2 separate regions of the Gossypium hirsutum genome follow, and region 2 is linked to region 1. A link is a contact called in public Hi-C data. All regions are on one chromosome and are shown on one strand. Each heading gives the region's core, a stretch centred on a gene start, on an enhancer-like site or on the middle of the called end of the contact. The rest is flanking DNA. Distances are from core to core; before and after follow the strand shown.

The links. A called contact is a pair of places that touch in the nucleus more often than the background predicts.
Region 2: a Hi-C map of leaf shows a contact between it and region 1, with 2.7 times the contacts expected there. The contact joins the enhancer-like site here to the promoter of LOC107906182 in region 1. A contact is called at or near these places in 21 of 34 Hi-C or Micro-C datasets (callus, cotyledon, fibers and 3 more).

The regions. Positions count from the first base shown.
Region 1 is chrD05:8,278,054-8,285,651 of Gossypium_hirsutum_v2.1, forward strand. LOC107906182 reads right to left here and starts at 3,151. Exons shown (of 4, transcript XM_041093514.1): 1 at 2,708-3,151; 2 at 1,605-2,549; 3 at 1-1,517. The coding sequence starts at 2,508. It overlaps LOC107903222 (WUSCHEL-related homeobox 3), which reads right to left and starts at 6,226. Exons shown (of 2, transcript XM_016829263.2): 1 at 5,594-6,226; 2 at 4,300-4,948. The coding sequence starts at 6,226. The coding sequence ends at 4,616.
Region 2 is chrD05:8,314,443-8,322,040 of Gossypium_hirsutum_v2.1, forward strand. It overlaps the pseudogene LOC107902732. Among protein-coding and RNA genes, the nearest start is that of LOC121217671, 20 kb to the right of the region's middle. Within about 2 kb of position 3,364, at least 1 of the 9 cell types and tissues checked has an H3K27ac peak or open chromatin away from gene starts, as enhancers often do. A contact at or near this core is called in leaf, where this site is marked.

The DNA.
Region 1 (7,598 bases), core at 1,901-4,400:
AGCCTCCAGTTTTCGTTTTCCCTTTTTCTTCAAGAAAAGGGAATCATCGATTTGCTGCTCAAGGTTAGACTGCAGGTTACCATCTTTGCCCCTTCTATCAACATGTGCCACATACTCCTTCCCCTTCCTCTTCTTTGTCCCTTTGTTGCACCCTAGTAATGAAGCTTCAGATTTTTCACAGCGATCATATGCTTCAATGCTCTGGCCTTTCTTCCTATTTCTACCCGGGTTATTTTCATCAGCTAACAAGAGTGTCACAGGTAAAGCATCCTCCTCATCAACAAGATAATCACGCAGATAATTTGACTGAGACGTAGAATGATCATAGGCAAGTTCACCTTTCTGCCTTTTGTCAGTAGGGTAGACCCTCGATGAGGACTTGTGTAACCTGTTACCAGGTTCCCCTCGTAACTGGGCACTTTTACCCAACTTGTAAACTTGTTTCCTATCAACCTCGTCCATTACACTAGAAGTAGAGTTAAGCAAGGGGCTTTTACTCATCTTGCCCTTCTGTTTTCCTTCAAAATAGTAGTTTTCTAGTCCTGGCACATGCACATCTTCCCTAAAGCTCTTCTTGGAGAAGCGAGTGATTCCATCAACAGTCCATCCATCCTCCATAGAATTTTTCTTAAAAGATTTGGTCCTTTTAGAATCTACACCAGACTTCAATGAAGACAACTGAGAATCTTTTATGATACCAGTAGGGTATGCCAATTTGCTTCTCATTAGAGGATTGCTATCCTCGTCATTATCAAATTGCTCAGATGAGTCGGATTCTGTTTTTTCTTTTCTAATAAATGCTCTATTGCCTTTGGAAACAGGGCCTCTCTTTTGCACATAGTTCCCTCTGATCTTCTCCTGCGAAGGTTTTATTCTACTGTCAGACTGCAAGAATCGATCATTCATCAGTGGTGAAGAAACTTTATAAGATTTAAAACTGACATCTGGAGAATCTCGTCCTGTTTTCCATTTCTTGCTCCTAACATTCCAATCATCAGATCTAACTGAAGAATCCACAGAGATATCTTCTCCATGGTTCTTATTTTGACAAAACATTTCAGCACATTCAGATAAGTCAACTCGACTCCCTTTCAATGGAAATGGAGGAGTTCGGCCCTTCGAAGACTTAATTTGTTTTCCAACAGCAAATTGCAGATGGTTTTCAGAATACTTGACCTTCTTGGGCAAATCATCAGATCTCCTGTTAGGTGGCTTTGAAGTATACATTTTTGCCTCAGACAATTTATTCATATTCCTGTTCCTACCATGGGCCTGCAAGTCATGCTTTGAAGACAAAGGCAAAGCCGCAGAACTATCACCAGCAAATTCTTCCAGTCTTTCATACTTTTTCCCTGCTCTCAATGAACCAGATTTTCCCATGATGCTATCACGCACAACATTTCGGTCTCTTTGAATACCTGCTCCAAACATTGGGTCTTTGGCATCATCATCTAACCTCATCCAATCCCTAGACCTGAGTACAGCCCCTGACTCATATTTCTGTCGAGGAAGAGTTCCTGGAAAACCATATGGCTCAGAGTTCATATTCAAACTAGGGTAAAAGCAGGTCCCATAATCTTTTGTAAAAGGAAAATTTGACCCACCTGTCTTAAGCATACCTTTTGGATTCTGCTTCCCATATTTTGATGGTTCCAAAGCCATCAGCTGTCCTCGGGAAATGAATTCTAAATTCGGTTCAACCCCATAGCCCGAGTAGTGTGCCTTTTTCTGTGAAGCTTTCCTGTCCTTCACCTTTTTGCTCCACAATCCATCATCCAAATCCTCTCTTTTGGAGGATTCAGAATCCTCATCTTCTAATTTTTCATACACCAAACTCTTCTGACTTCTCATAATGTTCAAAACACGAAGCCGCTCCTCGATACCGTATCCCCTACACTTAAGCCAAGCATCCCTTATTTGACAAAGATTGGCAACCATATTATTCTGATGCTTCCTCAAATGATGGTAATGCTGTCGCTTCTGAAAGAAATTCAAACCCTCCCGATAAAGTGCGACCCTTGGCTCACATAAGCCTCCTTTCAACATATTAAACAACTTCTTTATAGGACTCCCAAAATGAAAATTATCACCCTTAAGAAGGTCATTCAAAGTCCGCATAAATGTATCCTGATCCATATCGGGCAAAAATTTAGTAAGGCTAAACCGCTCCTCATCACTTAAACACTCATTCCACACATCAAGAGACAAAATATCTTCCAATCCAGGAAGATCGTACAACTCCAAAGGAACAGAACAAGTCAAGTTCCCAACTTGGCAGAATTCAGCCCCCGTTTCTCCTAATTCCAATAAATCAAAGTCATCCGAACCTGCTCCTGAATCAGCATCATCAAATTCATCATCATCATCATCATCGCCATCACAATCAACAGCTGAGCTTTGACGTTGAAGCTCATCCTCATCACTCGACACAGTCGTCTCTCTACTACCATACGAGAACTCCGAATCAAACCGTGAAACTTTGAAGTTATTCTTCTCAATCGCCATCATAACATAAACCACCAAACGAACGAAAATTCTAATCCTCAATTCTACAAAATTTAAATTGAAATTTTTATTTTCCGCATTACGGAATAGAGCGCCAATTCATCGAAACCCTAACAGAAACAAATAAATAAAAGAAATTCACAAATATTGAAACTAAAAAACAGAATTGAAAACGAATACAATAAATAAATAAGAAAAAAACCTCGGTAGGAAGAATATATGCTGCAAAAATTGAGAGAGTCAAGGAATTGGAGATTTGAAGGTTTGTTCTTTTATAATTTGAGAAAAATAAGGATGGGGGAAAACAGAGAATTTGGTTAAATCTGAGAAACCCTAAAGGGGGGTAAATAAAAATAGAAAGAGATGGGGCAAGGGAAGGGAGGATGAAGAAGACGGTGGTGACGTGGAAGGATGGGAGACGTCGGATGGGGATTAGAGAGGAAATGACGAAAAAGGGCAGAAGGGGCGGGGAGGTAGAGGAAGAAAGAAAGAAAGAAAGTGAGTGGAAAGGAAAGAGGGTGTGACTCGACTGTAATCATCAACTCAGTGAGTTGAGATGAGTTCGTGCCAAAGGAAGACAGAAGATAGTGCCCCATGATTTAGGAGGTTTCCGGCCGTTGGATCTGCCCCTCCCCCCCGCCCCCCCGCCCTCTTCATCTTTTTGCGCTACTACCCTCTTCGACGTCGTATTAATGCTTCTAATCCAATAAAAGTAATTGAGTAATTTTATTAGGAAAATACTGAATGAGTAATAGATTGAAAAATCAACCCATGATAATTATTAATATCACCATTGTTGGAACAGAAAAATAATCAGTTAATATCCATTAAATAATAGTAGGTGGCTTTTTCTTTATGTTACTGAATATTGAAAAATATACTTTCAATCAAAAAATGATGTTAAAAATTCTCATAATTACAAATGCAGCTTTAATTTATAAACGACACTGCTGTTGAAATTTATAAATCTTGGCGTGAGATTTTAATGCATTGTAGGCGAGGGGTTGCTTTTTTCTTCTTTTCTTTCATGAATGCATGCAGTGTTGCTTGCTTGCTTGCTTGCCTCTTATATAGTAATAAAATTATATCGGCTGAAGTTATTTCCTTTTGTCCCTAAAAGTGGAAATATTCCATTAACTGTTTTGCTCTTTTCAAGCTTTATTGAATTGCCTCCATTTCTCTCTCTCTTCTTTTTCTTACGTCCAAATGAGTAGTTATTCTTTTACGTGTTTTGGATAATAATATATATCTTATCTTTTCTGATTAAAATATATATTATATCTTTTAGGTTTAACATGAATTATATTTGTAAATAAGTATAAAAACATTTTTTTTCTTATCAAACTCATTTAAACTTAATAGGTTGAATTATTATTTTACCTGATCTTAACGTATACAATATATAGCCTATTTTGGTCTGGATACATATATAGTTTATTAAAGCTGTAAAATAATGTAGATTGTTTCAACTCCAAAAATATAATAATAATAATAATAATGTAGATTGACTGCTCAGAACAAGTGATGAAGAAAATTTTCTGTGTTTGAAAAGTTCAAAAAAAGAAAGAGTTTTAAAATTAAATATTCACTGTATTGACTTGTCTGAAAGATCCAAGTCCACATTTTAAAAAAAGCTGCTTTCCATGTGATTAGATGTCCATCAAGCACTGATATTGTGCTTTCATCTCACGCATGCCAGTTTTAAGATCTACATTAGATAAGGTGAAAGAGAATGAGAGAAACAAACACCTTTTTCTAGAATTGTGATAATGATTTGGAATTGGAACTGGAAAATGGGCAAAATACTCACTGCTGATTATTATCAATAAGTAATAGAACTAGTATTATATAGCAGTAAGAAAGGAGCAGTACTAGATGTAACATTACTCCCCAGACAATTCAGATCCTTTTCGTGCTAAGAGCCTAAAAATTACATTACAACACATGCAAAAAAACCCAATAAAACTAAAACTAAAACTAAAACAAACAAAATTAGACCCAAATTTCTTTTTTTTCTTTTTTTTTTTAGAAAAAGCTAAATCCTAGTTACAAGTTGCAACCTAGGTAGCAGAGGGTTTTTATTTATTTATTTATTTTCGGGAGGGTGGGGTTAAGGGAGGCTTACGGGTACTTTAGCTGGAGTGATGTTACAAGAAACTGAAGAAAGAGAATTGGAAGAGTTGCTGTTGTTGTTGTTGATGTTGTTGCACTCCTCCTTGAGATTTGAAGCAGTGACTGGGAAAAGTTCAAGGGTTTTAAGGGGCGGCCTGGAGATCATGGAGTAGCATGGTAATGACGATAAAGGTAGTCCCACATCAACCATCATCAACCAATCGCTGCCATACATTCTCATTATGGCCTTGTTCTTGTCCACGTTTTCTGGGATATCAATATTCCACGTATAGTTCGTCACTTGCTTTCCTCCTCCATCATGAATCCCTGCCTGCAACAAAAATAAAAGCTGAAAACTTAGCCGTTTTGGCCATACCAAATATTAATAAGCACCGGAGAAGAGAGTCAAGAAACAAAGGGGACCAGACCAGTTATATTTATTGAAATAAGAGTTCATTTTAAAATATATATATACATAAATTTGTCATTCAAAACAAGTACATGCGTGTATATATATATAATATAGAACCTCGTGTGGAGATATATCTGAACTTTGGATATTAATATTTCTGCCTGTTAAATGAACCCCTAAGTTTAATCTTTTAAAGTTTAATTGCAAGATCTTTCTTCAGTTACTAATTTCATATCTTCCTGCATGAAACAGTATAGTTCTCATTAGTTTCATTTTATAGTAGTAAAAATACATTTTAAAAACTTAGTATTGTCGGAGATTCGTTTATCGTATAAAATGAAAGGACGACCAAACTAATAAGACAATATTCTTCATGGACAATTCTGAAGATGAAAAGCAGCTATATACGACAGTTAACTATTCCAAAAATTTGAAAGATGGTTTTCATAGGAAAAAATGTACTATTGCTTTGTTCGATCTTCTAATTTAACCATTATTGGAAACAAAATAAAATATTAAAATAAATATTCTATTTTTTTCATGTTATTCTCCTTTTTTTTTTACCTGAAATAAAAGATTGGCGGAGGCAGGGTTATAACAAGAAAGATGTTGAAAAGCAGGAGAGGCGGGAGAGTCTAAGTAGTGAAGAAAATGGGGGTTATGTTGAAGTTGATGATAAAGCTGCTGTTGTTGTTGAAGTTGCTTGGTAAGTTTCTTTCGAAGCCTCAGTCTTTCTCTTGCCTTATGGTTTTGAAACCAATAAAAAACATTCTTGCCTTCAATCTTGCCATACAAAGAGAGCTGAGAAGTGATTTGTTGGATTTGGTTGGCATTTGGGGTTCTAATCCCACTCCTATACATCTCTTCTAACATCATAAGTTGTTGGGTTGTTGGACACCACCTAGAAGATCCTGCTGGAGCCATTATAGAGAGACAAAACAAGAACCTATCCTCCCAAATCTGTCTTTTCTTTTCCCCTCTATTAGAGAGTTTTGTGGTTTGAGAAAAAGGGTTCTCAAAAAACATGTATAAATAGACAAAGATGCAAAGAGAAGGGAGTGACAAGCAGTGCACACACAATGTTAGAGAATTAAAGTAAGACAGACAGTAAGGATCCATGGAGAGAGAGGGAGAGAAGGAGACAGGAAAAGAAAGAGCGGTTAATAGAGTGGCAAAAGTACAAGCGCAGGATGTCATGCTGATGTTTTCCTGCTAGGGGCATTCAAGTGTTGGTTGGTTTTCAATATAATGCACAGCTGAGCTTAAAAATAGTGTAATTAAATGGAGAATTTATAAATAAATTTTGATAAATTTATTTAAACATTAATTATAATATTTTATGGTTTTTTAATTATTAATGATGCATTATATTAACTCTAAATCAAATATTATTTTTAACTAAATTAGATCACGAATGTATCATCGTATTTATTGTTATGGTCAAAATAATAAACAAAAACAAAAAACCATAAAATAGCATTTACAATGCGAGAGAAACTTCAATGATTATGCCGATATACTATTATTCATAATGATGAAGTAGGCACACCTTAGCGTTGCAAAACTTTTAATGATTTTGGTCGGAGACAACACAATACCATCAAATAAACTTCAATATAGATCCACTGAATTAAGCAACTGCCTTTGCTTACATGAGCTAATTCGACCCACCATAATTGCAGCCTGCAAGTGCTGCGGCTATTGCCTACATATTTTGTAGCATTCTTTTCTTTATAATAACCCATTCTAAAATTTTCGAATTCAAGTTTAATATTATAATTATGAAATTCGTTTCAATGCAAAAGTTGAAGGAGATTAATGGCCATAGTTGATATTGTTGGAAGAAAAGTTGTTCACACATGCAAAAAGTTGCTAAATTTAGAGGTTTTGATAGAGGAAACTGGGTAGAATTTTTGCAAAGTAAGTACCATGTAGATTTATTGGTTTTTCTTTTTCTTATCTCAGTGATGAGAGGATATTTATAGGGGAAGAGAAGTTGGGCGTGGGTTTTAAAGATCTGTCATAATAGGATGACAGCTATTGAAAGGATTGGATGAGGTATTTTTATAATTGTGATGAATAGATAAATGTTATAAGAGATTATTCATATTATTCTCTAAATTGTAGGTCTATTAGCTTAGATGAAACTATGAATGAAATTATGATGAGGTTGTGCATCACTTAATCTCTATAACAACCAACTATTCTAGCAAAGAGGTCTAAGAAAATAACAGAACTTAAATCTCTGATATAAAAGGTTCATCTAAGCTACGACATTGAAATAGGTATAGATATAAATATTGATAGAAATTACTTAGTATATAAAGAAAGCAAAAAAAGACCAAAATTGATTTTATTTTCTAACAATTTTAAAAACTTTATATATATATATATATAAAATATTAAACCATGTTGACAGATATATATATATATATAAAAAGCCCCTTTTGGCCTTTTCCCAACCGTCCATTCTAGTAATAATAAAACAAAAATAAATTCTAGCATTGAAATACATATATAAAGTATATTAGGAGTAGCAACTTATACACGGCTGCAATGAATATAGTGT
Region 2 (7,598 bases), core at 2,114-4,613, 37 kb after region 1:
AAAAATTATTATTTTTGGACCGGAGAATACCTATATTTTACAAAATACGAGAGAAAAATATATATGGGTGTCGGCCATTACAGTGCCGTAACAAAAAATATATTTTTTAAACTCCCAGCAATCAGTAGACAGTGATGGGAGAATGATTGACTTGGTTGCCTACCACCGCCCTCCACTTCATTTTAAGTAACTCCGATCATTGTTTTTAAAATTGAGTCATTATTGTAAATATTTATTTTTTTAAGGTTAATTGAGTAAAACATCAATAATATAGTAAGACATTAAATAAGGTTGTCTTATCATCGTCATTTACGACATCAGCAATGCCGGTATTTCGGGTCAGGTCATTGTCACCCACTATTCTGTTGTAGTAGCCACAATTTAATTCAACAACATTTATATCAACATTTTAGCATATGTTACAATTATACTATATAATAAATTAATCTGAATATTAATTTAATTAAGAAATGATTTTTATAAATAAGTCATATTAAATTTATATAAAATTAATAAAGACTCACCTATAATTAAACATGAATTTAACTCATCATGCTTTTTTTTAACGTTTAATTCTCCTATTTTAATTAAAGTTTTATTTGATTTTCGTGTAAATTTTAAAAAAATATTTTTATATAATTTTGTACATACACATAATGTGTCATAAGTTAAACGTAAAGTAATATATAGACACAGATATATATATACATATTATGATATTTACATTAAAATAAGGTTTTACTGCTAAAGTTTTTTTTTTCCATTTAATTTTTCTTATAATGAATTATTTAACTGCAGATCCATTTTTGTGGGAAGTAGCTAAGTGATAGGTTTTACTTTAAAAATATGGGTCCTTTTATTGATTATTAATTGTAAATGTTCTGTCCTAATTACTACTATTGATTTTTATTTATATATATTTGAAAATATTATGTTTGATAAATGTGTGGAAGACTAAGAATTCTCCCCAAAAGAACAGTGTAACGAATATAGAGAAATGGTAGTGATTAGTTAATCACTTGAAAGAGGTTTGAAGTTACTGTAGTTTTGGGTAAAAGGTTGCTTCTTCCTCAAAATATCCATTTCAGTCTGAGCATAGTTATGTACAATATTTTTAATTTTATTAATTTATATATCAAAATATTTTTTATTTTTTAAAAAAATATCATCAATGATCATTCAATTTTATGCATGGTATTGACGGGACTATGCATTTAGCTTATGAATTAAAAATTTTATATGTAACAAGCAAGATAATTATTTAGGGTAACAGAAAAAAAGAGAGGTTAATGCATGACAAGTGAGCTCTTAAACTAAACATTAATTAATAATGTATGAAAAAGAAAACGTTAAAGAAAAAGAAATTAACCGTGACATAACGCAAAGAAAAGCCTTCACAATCATTAAATTAAAAGAGAAGAAAATTTAAAATTTATGACGAAACACAATCAATCAGAGTTATGATCTTCTTTTTTGTCTGATAGAAATTAATTTTCTTACAGAAGTTCTGTGGAACTGATTACAGCACGGTTGATTAAACAAAGTTAATGACAAATACACACACAAAATTGCTATTATGAGTAGTTTTGGTTAGGGTAGCTTCTTCTGAGTTTCAGGGGGCTCAGAAAACCCTAAAACTCTCCTTTTTGTTTAATGGAGAGTTCGTTATACTGCATTATTTAGCATCGCTTTCTTTTTTGGAAATAGAACAGCAACCCCTTATTTCTTTCCGTGCCTGCTACTGCTGCTACGTTGCATTTTTTTTTCTGACAAATTTTTTATTGAAAAGATCTTTTTTTCCATAGTTGAGTTTAGCATAATCTAGTTTTTTGTTTCAAAGGAATGAGCTGCGTTTGAAGGCAATTATCCATGGATAATCAAGGAAGATAATAAAGAGAGAAACAGGAAAAGAAAATAGTACTGTGTAATTAATGAAGATTCAGGCTTTAATTACCTAGTGGTGACTGGTGAGCAAAAAGGGCTGCTTTCGAGCAATAGTTTTTAATGCTTCTTTAAAGATATATCAATCGAACTATCTAAAATTGTTTGCATTTTGACTGTGCATCTCCAGTAGTTTCCCTGTAAATTACCATATTCAATATTAATCTTGCTTCATCTTTATATATACTCCTTATAAAATATCAGAAGCTGTTTTTTCTTTTCCATGCATGTGATCGAAATTTTTGAAAACATTTTTTGATTTTTACCGCTAAGGAATCAAACCGAACATGCATCAGAATTTCTTCTTCTTGGGAATGACTACTGTAAACCGCTTTAAATGACATATAGCAATATAGGTTCTTTAGTTTTCAGAATATACGTATATATATATGATACAATCATACGTTGATATATTGTCAAAAACTAAGATGCCACTTGTTACATAATAATTATGTTTAATTTAATTTATTAATTATGTGTTTTAATCTGATTAATTCACAATATATGAATTTATTCATCATTAGTGCTTCCAATACAAATCCAAATCTGAAGAATATTTATACAAAATTAGACGATATGAAATAAATTTATCATCTTTGACGGTAGTCTGAACTTGTTCTAACAACCGGTCATAGGTCATTTCAATGTAGCTGTAGAAGCTACAGTACTCAATTTTATTTTTAAATGCTAATGTTTCATTTTAATGCTTAAAACTGATTAATCTCTCTCTATATACATATATTAATAATTAATATATATATTATATAAGCTATATCCCACTGGCTTTGATGAAATACGTAACTCAAATACTAGCAAATAGCAGGTTAATTTACCATTCTGGTGTTGCTCTTCATCCCCTACGGCAGTTTTAGGGGCATTTCTGCGGATATTTATGATCTTCTGTCTCCATACTGAGCCTATCGGTCCTACAAGTTTGATGTATGCGTCACTACGACGGATGCTCATAAATTCAGGCTAATACTAAGAGTAAATATGAAATACATATACGTTATGGAGCTGCAAAATGTTACTCGCCTGTGCCACACTAACAGGATTGCATGCCAGTACTGGGCTAGTTTCCGGGACCTCACAACGGAGGGTATCCATGGAAACAGACAGCTTCGGTGGGGATTGGCCTTGGATGGACATATACGTGAGACCCAGTTTCTGTACAGATTTTGCCCTGCCTATGTTACTTCACCATTTTAGGCGTAAGGACCATACTTTGGGGTGACCTGCCAATTTGCCAAGCTTGACAAGGAAGTTTCCGTCATCTGTCGATGAATAATAATGAATGAGTAGAGTGAAAAATCAACAAGTTTAGTTAATGCGGATACTTTGGTAAACATAAGACATTGATACATTAAATTGCAGGAGAGATTCAAGTACCGACAAGTGGAGGCCCAAATGTCTGCGATGCCTTACACAATAAATGGACCCTCAAATATAACTGCTCTGCCAAAAGGTGTTTTGAAATGATATGATATGATGTCGTCACCATGAATTACATGTAATTTAATGCCTCTTAACTTATATATTAGTCTGACAGGACATACTTGTGCAGTTTAATCAATGCAGCTTCCAGCGATGAACTTTTCTTCTGCATACCCTTACGACAGTTGAAGCTAATGCTGTTGACGTGGTTAAATATAAGGAAAATTATATTTATGTATTTTATAATTAAATTAAAATTAAAATAAATAGTGAAATGGATTATTTAAGTGTCAAGTGATAAGGGGTTAGTTGTTATTTGAATCCATTTCACATTTCATCTTAGTTTGTTTCGAGGTAAAATTATCAATATTTATATTGGTTTTAGGATCTTAGTATCTTGTGCTGAATGTTGGTCTTTTTAGCTAGTTTTAAGTATTTTTATGTTTAATGTGGAATAAACTATTTTTTAATAAGGTTGAAGTATTGAGAATTTTGAGATTTTGATTGAAGATGTGTGGGTTTCCTTTTAGATTTTTTCTAGTTATAGTGAGTTAGTATTTTAGTTTAGTAATTGTAATAATTTATTTAAATGAAAATTCTTATGTAATAATTTTTTTAAAAATATTAACATACAAAACAAGTATAGTCTTGGTTGAAATGGTAAATGAGGGTTGATATATTGAGTTTAAATTCTATTATATATATGTACATAATTTTCTAGAGTTTATATAAAAAACAAAAAATACCCTCAAAATAATATTAGTTACTTTATAATAATATTGGATCTTTAGTAATTTCGCAATTGAATTGAGACCCGATTGATGGGTGACCCTAACTCAGTCAAACTCTTAAATATAATACTAGATACTAGATTATGAATAAAAAAAACATAATCATGTAATAAACAATGTTGTTTGAATCGGGCCAGCCGAGAGACCAGTTTGAAAAGTAGTTTTGAACTGGTTAGATCGAGAATTGGTACAAATTGATTGAACCAATTTTTTTTTAAAACAATATTTTATTAAAAAAATTTAATAATATTTTAATTGGACTGGTTAGATTAATCGAACTGGTGACCTGATTGGGGCGACCATTGATTTAATTTAAAAAAATGAGTAATAAAAATATTTATATGAAAATTAAATGTGATTAGTTGAAATGCTGAAGTAAATATGTTAAAAACTTTAATATTCTAAGGTCAGATTATATTGTGTGTTTTTCTAATTTTATATAAAAGATAAAAAAAGTAAAATACCATTTAATATTACTACGTCAACTTTCATATATGGTGAGATATAGATAGATATAATTAATACAGCCAGAATGTGTTCAAAAGGACCATTTGAATGCGGTTTAGACAGGGGTTTTGGGCCTTCTAAACTTCTTTTAGCAACTTGTTTGAGGAGTTGTTGGCCCATATCCTTCTTGGCTTTTCTAGCTCTTACTTTAAATTAAAAATGGGTTGAATTTATTTATTAATTATATAAATATAAATATTAGTCTAATAAAAAAAAACCAACTCTTTTGACCTTTGGAGATGAGATTTAATCTAACAATTTTAAATATTAAAAAAGGATATATTCTTCAAAATTTGGAACCCATCAATTAGCAACTTGGTACAAGAAGGAAGTTTGATTTCCTGTATTGTAATCAAGCTTTGTCTGTTGATGCTGATATCTTTGCTTCAGGCATGTTGCGTCCATTGAGGTTTCTCTAAGTATCATGTTCCATAATTTTTAAAAAATATTTGTATAAACTATGCATCTCACACTTGTTGCCTTTAGTACAATCGTTGATGTTTGAAATATTCACAAAAGCATATACTTGGAGTGTATATCTCATAATTATATCAAAATTTAGCTTTCGACCATTGTTAACTTTGATATATCAATTGACACTTTCTACATGAGGTTGTGGTTATGAATGGGGTTTAAAGATGAGAAGCAGCCGCAAAGATAAATAATAGAAATTTCTTGTTCAGTTGGTACTAATTAATGATACCATTTTATTCTACTTGAATTGGAGTATAAGTGTCGGCTAAAAACATGTGTTTGACAGAAAGATATTTAATTTCTTAAAGATCCAAGTATTATTCGAAAGGTTAAAACTCTAAATATGTATTGACATAAATATTGGAAACTGTTAAAAAGAAAACGGAAAAGAAAGGATCATGGAATTTAAGCAAGTTAATGATTTGAATTGTATTATTTAAGGAACAAAGGCCAGGTATGCCTGCTTGGCGGCTAGTTTCAAGCCCAAAAGTAGCGATGTTTGCTATATTTAGTAGTTGCTCTCAGAAAGTTAGGATTATTAGTTTCTACACAAAGCCGAAGTTGTGAGTTGAAAAAGAAAGGAGACCGAATAAATTGTTTACCTTTGACGGCACTTCCCCAAGTCCAAGTCTAAGCCGCCTGATCTCTGATCCATATACGTGTATTCAAGCTGTAGTTTAAGCTTTAAAGTCTCTTAGACATAAATAGTATGGCTGCTGTTTATAAATCAACAGCATTTATGGGTGTCTTTGTCTTCACATTTGTCACTTTATGTCTTTTTCCACTGCCTGTAGCTGGGATCACCAGGCATTACAAGTTTGATGTATGTATCCCATTCCCATCGACCACTTTAAAGTCATTGAACAGTATAAAAGAGAAGTCACTTTCATTTTTGTAGATCAAGCTGCAAAACGTAGCTCGTTTGTGCCATGCCAAGAGCATCGTAACGGTAAATGGGCAGTTTCCTGGTCCTTGTGTCATGGTAAGGGAAGGCAACCAGCTTTCAGTAAAAGTGGTTAACCATGTGCCCAACAACATCACCATTCACTGGTATGGAAGTTCTTCACTTAAACACATTGTTTATGTAGTCTAGGAAGTTCCCTCAACTGTAAGTTACTACCCTTTTAGGCATGATGTTCGACAGCTTCGAACTGGATGGGCGAACGGACCGGCATATGTGACTCAGTGTCCCATACAAAACGGCCAAAGTTATGTGTACAAATTCAGAATTGTAGGCCAAAGGGGAACTCTCTTCTGGCATGCCCATATATCATGGTTAAGAGCAACTGTTTATGGTCCCTTGATCATTCTTCCTGGGCTTGGTGTTCCTTACCCATTTCCCAAGCCTTACAAAGAAGTTCCCATCATTTTTGGTAATAAATTCTAAATCAAGGGACATAAAGTTCCATCTATTTGTTTCTTCGAGTGACCTTACTTTTGCTGACATAAATCATCATGGATGATGATTAAACTGCAGGTGAATGGTTCAATGCAGATACAGAAGCAATTATTAGCCAAGCTCTTCAAACAGGTGCAGGACCAAATGTCTCTGATGCTTACACCATCAATGGACATCCAGGACCATTCTACAACTGTTCTGCCAAAGGTACAAAAAGGCTAGTACTACAATATGATGAGCTAATTGAGTCATTTAACTCAGCTGGAGAACTTATTATCATTCATGACAGATACTTTCAAGCTGAAGGTGAAGCCTGGCAAGACATACCTTCTCCACCTTATCAATGCGGCTCTCAACGATCAACTCTTCTTCAACCCTTACAGTGGTTGAAGCTGATGCCGTTTACGTTAAACCATTTGAGACCGAAGCAATCCTCCTCGCCTCTGGCCAGACCACGAATGTGCTTCTTAAGACCAAACAACATATCCAAATGCCTCATTCTTCATGGCCGCTCGACCGTATGTGACAGGGTCAGCCACATTTAATAATTCAACAGTTGCTGGCATTTTAGAATATGAATTATCACCCAATAGCTTATCTTCAAGCATCTCAGTTAAGAACCTTTCCCCGTTTAAACCAAATTTACCTGCTCTAAGTAACACTTCCTTCATAGCAAATTTCGCGAACAAGTTGCACGGCTTAGCTACTGTACATTCCCCGGCCAGCGTACCTCAAAACGTAGATAAGCAGTTTTTGTTCACAGTTGGCCTTGGAACTAGCCAATGTTGGCAAAACCGAACCTGCCAGGGACCTAATGGAACCAAGTTTGCAGCTGCAGTCAATAACGTATCTTTCCCAATGCCAACCACAGCATTACTCCAGGCACACTTCTTCGGAAAATCACATGGGGTTTACAAAACTGATTTTCCAAGAGAACTTAAAATCCGGTTTGATTATATGGGCACTCCACCCAATAACACTATGGTAAATAATGGAACAGAACTACTAGTCCTTCCTTTTAACACAAATGTGGAGCTAATCATGCAAGACAC